2 separate regions of the Mus musculus genome follow, and region 2 is linked to region 1. A link is a contact called in public Hi-C data. All regions are on one chromosome and are shown on one strand. The core of a region is the stretch at or near the end of the contact, and the rest is flanking DNA. Distances in the headings are between cores, read along the strand shown.

Evidence for each region. A called contact is a pair of places that touch in the nucleus more often than the background predicts.
Region 2: a Hi-C map of cerebral cortex shows a contact between it and region 1, with 4 times the contacts expected there. The contact joins two enhancer-like sites. A contact is called at or near these places in 8 of 39 promoter capture datasets (the HPC-7 cell line, cranial neural crest, frontonasal cranial neural crest and 4 more), 7 of 15 datasets of contacts at CTCF or cohesin (the G1E-ER4 cell line, the NIH/3T3 cell line, embryonic stem cells and 3 more), 198 of 484 Hi-C or Micro-C datasets (the 63-12 cell line, the AML12 cell line, B cells and 107 more), 25 of 115 datasets of contacts at active chromatin or transcription factors (Th17 cells, astrocytes, cardiomyocytes and 16 more) and 2 of 9 other capture datasets (embryonic stem cells and embryonic tail).

What each region holds. Positions count from the first base shown.
Region 1 is chr2:37,820,075-37,823,682 of GRCm38.p6, forward strand. The region is part of intron 19 of Dennd1a (DENN/MADD domain containing 1A); the gene reads right to left. Among named protein-coding and RNA genes, the nearest start is that of Crb2, 46 kb to the left of the region's middle. Within about 2 kb of position 2,262, at least 3 of the 459 cell types and tissues checked have an H3K27ac peak or open chromatin away from gene starts, as enhancers often do. A contact at or near this core is called in cerebral cortex, where this site is marked.
Region 2 is chr2:38,377,106-38,381,058 of GRCm38.p6, forward strand. No RefSeq gene overlaps it. Among named protein-coding and RNA genes, the nearest start is that of Gm13584, 10 kb to the left of the region's middle. Within about 2 kb of position 2,321, at least 39 of the 459 cell types and tissues checked have an H3K27ac peak or open chromatin away from gene starts, as enhancers often do. A contact at or near this core is called in cerebral cortex, where this site is marked.

The sequences.
Region 1 (3,608 bases), core at 1,012-3,511:
CAGTGTGGGCTGGTGTCTATGAATGCATCCAGAATACATAATAGTCCCTGTGGCCTGGGAACCCTGGGTCCCGTACAACATATCTTCTAGCCTCCTAGTCTGTCTCTCAGTGGGTATGCTTGCAGAAGAGGGGAAGCCCAAGAACACGGCCAGTGAATTACCTCTTGCCCTGGCTAGGGGCAGAGGCAGACACTACCCAGTCTTCTTTTGGGACAACATTGCTTCCTCAAGTTCTCAGGTGCTTGGGCACCCTACAGTTTACCCAATTCCCACAATAATGAGACTACAGTACACAAGAGCTGTCTCTAGTACTTGAGCTACCATGCCTTGAATCACATTGAACCCCTGGCTGTCCTAGAGCCCAGGCCTCTAAGACTGCCTGGAGCTCCCTACCAACTACCTATGGCTGCCAAAAGCCATCTGTTGAGAACTTGAGAGGTAGGTCTGGTCTCAAAGGCCAGCTGGTCTCTTACTATCTCTGTAGTCTTGGTTATGAAGACCAAGGGAAATGACATCTGCCTTCAGTGGGCTGGAACAAGAATAGATGAGATATGGAGTACCTAGCCCAGTCCTGGGTACATTCAAGGGTGCTTATACTTTCCAACTCTTATCCCTGCCATGACAGAATGCTGCCCAGAGACCTCACTGCAAGTCCATCTGGCCAGAGCCCAGTCTCTGTCCCAGTCCTGTGTGCTAAGGCCACCTCATTTCCATAAAGACAGAGACTTAGGGAACTGGGGACACCAGAAGGAACTTACATTTCTACAGTTTGGTGATCCTTGGTAAGGGTTAAGCTACCAAACATCTTTTCTGAAATAGGTGACCACAATACTTAGTACATAGCACTACTGTGAGGCCCAGGTAGATTGAGGTCCCCCAAAAAGTTCAGTGCCTATAAAAATCCTAGGCAAACAATGGCTTTTGATAAACTAGGCCATTATTTGGAAGTGGTGAGTTGGAAAACCTGTTAGAGAGAATGCCTTCCAAATATCATCCATGTTTACCTTTATAGAAGGCCACTGTGAATGAGGGCCTGGTATAAAAAAGAGGAAGGTGGGTTAGACAGCTTCAGTCCTTGCCCCAATGTCATACACCCTTAGCATTCAAGTCCAGTTATGATGAAGCCCCAATCCACACTGCTAAGGTTTGTTCTGAAACATTTGCTATATTATATGAGGTTTGACCCAGAAGTCTTTCCTGTCCCCCAAGTGTGTCTTTTTGCTGCTTGTTCCTTCCTTCTGCTGTCAGGGAGTAGAAAATTCCAACCCGTTGGCAGCTATGTCTCCTGGAGTTTGTGTTGATTCCATTTTCATAGGGGCACTGAATGGCTCTACCACTTCATATGGTTGGATGGTAGATTCCCAGCTTACAGATGGAGCTATTTAAATCCCCCTTTCCTAACCCAAAATTTTAACTTCTGCACTCAGTGGGGGAAGAGGAAGAAACAGAAGCACAGGACATCTGACATTTACCCAGACAGTAGCTACCCATGGATGCTGGGTAGATAACACCAGATTCAAACAGACATCTGGCTTAGGCTTATCCTAGCACAGCATGATCTTTGTGCCTTCATAAGATGGTTCTGGAGAGATGTACTGGGAAGGGCCTCCGAACTACTTTTTGAGGTTTCTGACTATAGCTGACCCCGGCTGCTTCAGACAGTAGATTTGTAATCCTTCCCTTTGGAAGTAGCACCATTGAAACAACCTAGTAGGTTTCTCACTCTGATAAAGTTATATATACTATGGACAAGGTCTGTGTACATGGGGAAAGAAGCTCACAGATGCTCAGCACTGATGCCAGAAGTCAAACCAAGGACCCTGTTCATGTTAGGCAAGCATTCTATCACTGGGCCATACCTCCAGCCAAGGCATTTCTCTTTAAAACACATGGGCTTTTCTCCATGTCCTACTCTGTTCATATGTGTTGGCTGGTTGGTACTGTACTTTGTTGTTTTCCTAGCCTTCCTTAGTACTTTTTGTGGGTAGGCATCTCTCCTCGTAAAGCTTAGCAGGGGGACAGTACCTGTATCCATTTAACAGGGCACTATGTTTTCTACTCTTGGGAAGATACAGTAAAAGATATTTTCTAACCAAGACCTAGGGGGAATAAGACCCCTGCTGTCAGACTGCGGCTTCCTCTGTGAGGAAAAGGCATTTGCAGTGAGCCATTAAAGCTCAGTGGCTAGAAATACAGCTCTCCCTGGGAGATTTGCTTAAATGATGCGAAGCTGCACACAGCAGCCTGGCTACCCACAGCTACAGCCTGCAAGTCACTGAGCTGATTCAGGAAAAGGAGAGAGAAGCCCAGAATATGCAAGTTCCAGCTCATGCCACGGAGCGGGGGAAGCTGAAAACCCCATTTCCCAGTTTCCTTGTGCCAGGCAGGAGAGTCCACACTCTCGAGGTTTAGTGAGGCCAGGGGAGTGGGAACAGGCAGTGTTAGATAGGGAGAACACACCACCGGCTACTCACGGGCCTTGAGCGCTGGATCTTGGGAGGCGGCGGCCGAGTGGGATGAAGTCTTTGTTGCTGCATTAAAGTGGAAACTTAAAACATCAGTTCACAATGAGATGGCCCTATGCACCTCTACACATGGCCTGGGAAAAAGCCTTGAGGTATCCACACTAGAGCCTGGAGTCCGTGGGGTACCTGCTGTTCCTCCCCGCACTGTCCTGCCCTCCCTCTGTTAACTTTCTAGTCCTGGCCTCTCTATGGCCTGGATCATCACAACTGTCTCCTCAGCAAGCTCTCTTGCTCTGATCTTTCATTTTCTTCTCAGGTCAGGGACACTTTGTAAACTGCAGCATGATACTACACCACACCATACCACACCATACCACACCCACTTTTAAAACCATCAGTGGATGTTCCTGATCTTAGATGGCATGCCTAGATTCTGCTAGTTGCACTATATAGATTTTTCCCAAAGTTCAATTCATGCTTAATGTGGGAAGACCTTCAAGTGGTACTGGGCTCTGATGCCTCACTTCCTATCTGCCCCTAGAGGAGGAGTGACTTCCCTATTCTGATTGGCCTGGCAAATGTGGTCTTGATCTTTAAGGCCCAGTGCAGGTCAGATGCTGTCTCCAGTACTGTAAGTGCACAGGGCCTCTGTTGACATGTGACTGGCTTATGGGAGATCATCTGGCCCCCTAGCCTCATGCCCCCATTTTAAACAGTTTGTTTCTTGGAGGGATCTATTGCTGTGCCTACAGGCGGCTGAATGGGACTTGGAGAGGGAGGAGCCTGCTCTGCTGAACAAAAACAATTTGAAGAACGTGCTTGGCTTTGGCAGTCGGGATGTGGATCAACAGTAGGCTAACTTCTTAGCTTTCCTCATGACTTTGTCCTCACAACAGCCCGACAACATGTAATACAAGTAGGAAAAGGCAGGCAGAGCAAGGGTCAGAAAAGATCTAAGTTCAAGACTGAGGACCTCTAATTAGCTTTCATCCATTTTGTCAGTTATTTCACAAAGCTATGCCACCATTTGATAATGACTATGGCAGCAATGGCCAGCATAGGAGCCAATGGCCACACTGGTAGACATTTAGCACCAAGATGTGCTGAAAGTGTAGAATATTCACTAGATCTCAGGGACTTAGG
Region 2 (3,953 bases), core at 1,071-3,570, 560 kb after region 1:
CTCAGCCTGAATTCTTTCCTCTCCCAGAAGGGCCCTGGGCACCCTCTGCCCAGTCTGGAGAAGGGGTGGGGACAGGTTTCAGGGCTGGGCTCTGCAGAGAGAAGTACACAAAAGGCCCAGTGTCTGCCCTGCCTCCCTCTCCTGGCCCTGCTCTTCTTGGGGAGGTGAGGGAATGTCCATCACCAGGCTGCAGAGAGGTGTGTGACATTCCTGCTCAGCAAGGGACCAGTCTGGGTAGTGGACTCACTTGCCCACACCAGCCTTCAGATGACTCTTCATGGGTGGGATGAGGAAGCACAGCTCCTGCCTGAATTTGGGGCTCCGGCGCCAGCTCTTGGCTGGCGCTCACCCAGACCCAAAGTGCTCCAGCTTGTCCTGTTCTGAGGAGGGATAGATGAGTAATTGAGATCAGGATGATACCAACAGAATGTACTAATAGGAGCATGTTCACCGCTACTGTTTGCTGAGGCCTGACTTTGAGCCCCTGTTGGGCGCTGTATACGGGCTCTGGAAGGCTAGGAGACCCAATATTAGGGTCTCGGACAGCCTGCTTCCCAGCTCTGTGACATTTGGGCAAGTTGCTTAACATTGCTTTGCCTCAGTTTCCTCTGCTTTAAAACAACAAATTATTATATATATATATATATATATATATATATATATATATATATATATATAAATAGTCAAGCCAGGTGTGGTGGCTCATGGCTCTAATCCCAGCACGTAGGAGGCAAAGGCAGGTGGTACTCTGAGGTCAGCCTGGTCTACATTGTGAATTCCAGGCCAAGCCAGGGTTACATAGTAAGACCTTGTCTCAAAATGCGGGTAGGAGTAGAAAGGCTGGAGAGATGGTTCAGCAGTTAAAAGTACAGGCTATTATTTTTCTAGAGTTTAAGGTTCAGTACCCAGTACCCACACACAGATGAATAACCGTCTATAACTCCAGGTCCAGAAGATCCAAAGCCTAATCCTGGGCCCCTGGGCACTGCACACATGTGGTGCACATACAAGCGGGCAAAAACACCCATATATATCAAATTTTAAAAATCTTTAAAATTAAAAAAAAAGAAATTAAGTTTAACAGTAGCTCCTATTTGGGGATCTCCTTGGTGCCTTGTGGCCACCTAGATGGTAGGTCTTGTTATCTTCACTTGATGATGAAGTAACAGACTGATCTATTTGAAACAGTCTCTTAAAAAGGACTGCCCAAGCTGAGCCTTGACTCTAGCCTGATACAAAGTTTGGTCTCAAATGGTTCCTGTTTGTAGCATTGACCGGGCAGTTCCTAACTGGTTGGTACAACTCTCTGAGCCAAGAAAGGGTTTCCCCATGAATCACTTATTTGATTCTGTCCAGATCCTTAAGAAGGGTATTTAACATTACCCACATGTTGCTCTCCCTCCCTTCCTGGCTTGTGCCCCCTAGAGTACAGTATCGGAAATTCATCCACTTCTAGGTACTCTAGGTATAGGGCGCAGAGGGAACTAATGTAGACTTGTGAATGAAGGACACTGGACACCCGAGCCAGGGCAGAGATTTGAGAGAAGCCACCTGAAAAGCAAATGTCTGAGTTGGAGTGGAAGGGGCAGGTGTGACACACACCCCTACACACACACACAATCTATATCTACAGTGACACGTGCTAGTGTGCTAGACACAGTTGGGTGTGATTTAAGGGCTTTGTAGTCATCTCTTTTAATCCTCAGAATGTTTCATGTAATTCTGAAAACTTGTTTAGTACAAGTAACATCAACCTGGTTTTCCAGATAAAGAACTTTGGGTCCGAGCCCACAAGGCTACGCAGCTAGCTGAGCTGGACCGGAACTCTGGTCATCCACACGCCTTCTGCCAAAGCCAGGAGGGAACTGAGAAGTGCCCCTGCAAAACTGCGGGCCTGGCCTGGCTCTCCTTGGCTTCTAGAACCAGGAAAGGAGGCTCCAGGTGTAACTATGACGGCCCCCCACTTTCCTCTTGGCTCACTCGGGGTTCCCACAGCTCTCACCCCCGCTGCCCCAAGCAGGGCTGGGCTTGCAGCAGGATAACTGGGTCGGGCACCTAGGTCCAGGGTGAAATATCAGATGACACCTGCAGGGTGGCCTGGATTTAGATGAACCCCGAGAGCCGCTCTTGCAGCCTGGATGTAGCCCCTACTCCTCGACCGGCCGAACCCAGAGACGGAGGGTGGGGGGCGGAGAGGCGAAGGGGTGTGTGTGCTGTGGCCTGCTGAGTACCCCCTGGGGCTTCCTCAAAGCAAGCCAGGAACCGCCTACCACCGAGCCAGTGCGTTGTTTTTCCATCAACAAGCGGCTTACGTAAACTCCCCGCCGCCTCCCAGGGCTGCCAGCGCGGGGGAGGCGCCCTATCTGATCGGGTCTCAGCCAGTGTAGGGGTATCCTGCGTGCCCAGACACAGGCCACCAGCACTCAGGAGGGAGAGCAAGGTCCCCTTCCCCACACCCACTTGGGGGACCCCACCTTCATCTTGCGATTCCACTGTCCTGTCCTGCAAGGAAAACCTCTTCACCTGCCCGCAATGAAGAGCATGTCCTAGAGAGACGGCCAGATGGCCAGCCACCAGCTCACCTGCTCTGCACTCCTTCTTAGTGGGGCATGGGGGTTGGGGAGCAGATTGGTATCTGATAGTGAAGACCAGAGCAGCAATAAAAAAGAAACCCACAAAGAAAACAAAAAACGTGTTTTGTTTAGAAAACTTTTCAAAATCATAGAAAAGTCATTATAGACCATGAACATGCCCATCCTAAAGTTCCCAGTTTTTAAACTTTTGCCTCTTTCCAACCCCTTCTCCAAGGTATCTTTGAATCAAGGGCATATTATTATTCCCATTTTACAGATGGTGACGTTGAAGTTGAAGTAATTTCTCCAAAAGACCCAGGGGAGCTGGAATTAGACTTACACATCTCAGCTGAAAAACAGTTTACCCTGTGTTTTTCTTAATTTTTAGAACTACATTTGTGTGTGTGTATGTGTGTGTGTGTGTGTGTGTGTGTGTGTGTGAGAGAGAGAGAGAGAGAGAGAGAGAGAGAGAGAGAGACCCCATCTGAGTGCATATGGTGGTCAGAGGACAACTTTCCAGAGTCTGTACCTACCTCCCATCAGGTGGGGGCTAAGATGGCAAGCACCTTTATCTGCTGAGACAACTCAGCCCTCCCCACCTCTGTCCCTCCCCCTCCCCTCAACTTCCCTATCTCCCCACCACCCCCACACACCCGTACACTCACTTTGCATTTTTAAAGTTATATTCCCCTACTTCCCCCATGACTACTATACACATAGTCTATGCAGATACCCAGAGCTTTTCCTATCAGTTTCCTTATCAAGATCTTTCCACAGACACCCTTCACACAGGGCTTTTGTTCAGTGTGCACGACTCTGAGCTTTGCCATAGAGATTTTTCCATATAGGAAATTAAAAACTCCTCTGTTCCTTTAAACCAGTGTATATTATTCCACTGAATAGACAGTTGAATATGCGCCCTTCACTAGCTCCCTGTGGGTGAGGAACCAGGCTGCTTCCAGACTGTTAGCATAAGCAGAACTGTGGCAAATGATCTGCATTAGGACAGCGAACTGTGTATGTATGGGGATATTTGCATGGTGGATTCCTAGAGATGAAAATTGTGGGTTAAAGGGTATGCAGATTTTTAATTTACTCAGATATTGCCAAATCTCTCCTCCGGGAGGGTGCCCCAGTGTTCCCTCCCACTTACAATGAATGGAAATGCTTCTCTCCCACACCCGTGCCAACACAGCGTGTTATCAAACTTTCTGATCTTTGTCAATCTGTTAGATAGAAAATGGTATCTCAGAGCTGTAATCTCTTCTCTCCTGCTACAAGGGAGGTTGACCGTGTTTTCATCTGACTAAGAATCATTTACGTTTCCTTTCCTGGGAACTGTTTGTCTATCTCCTCTGCCTATCTTTTTAATTAGGTTGT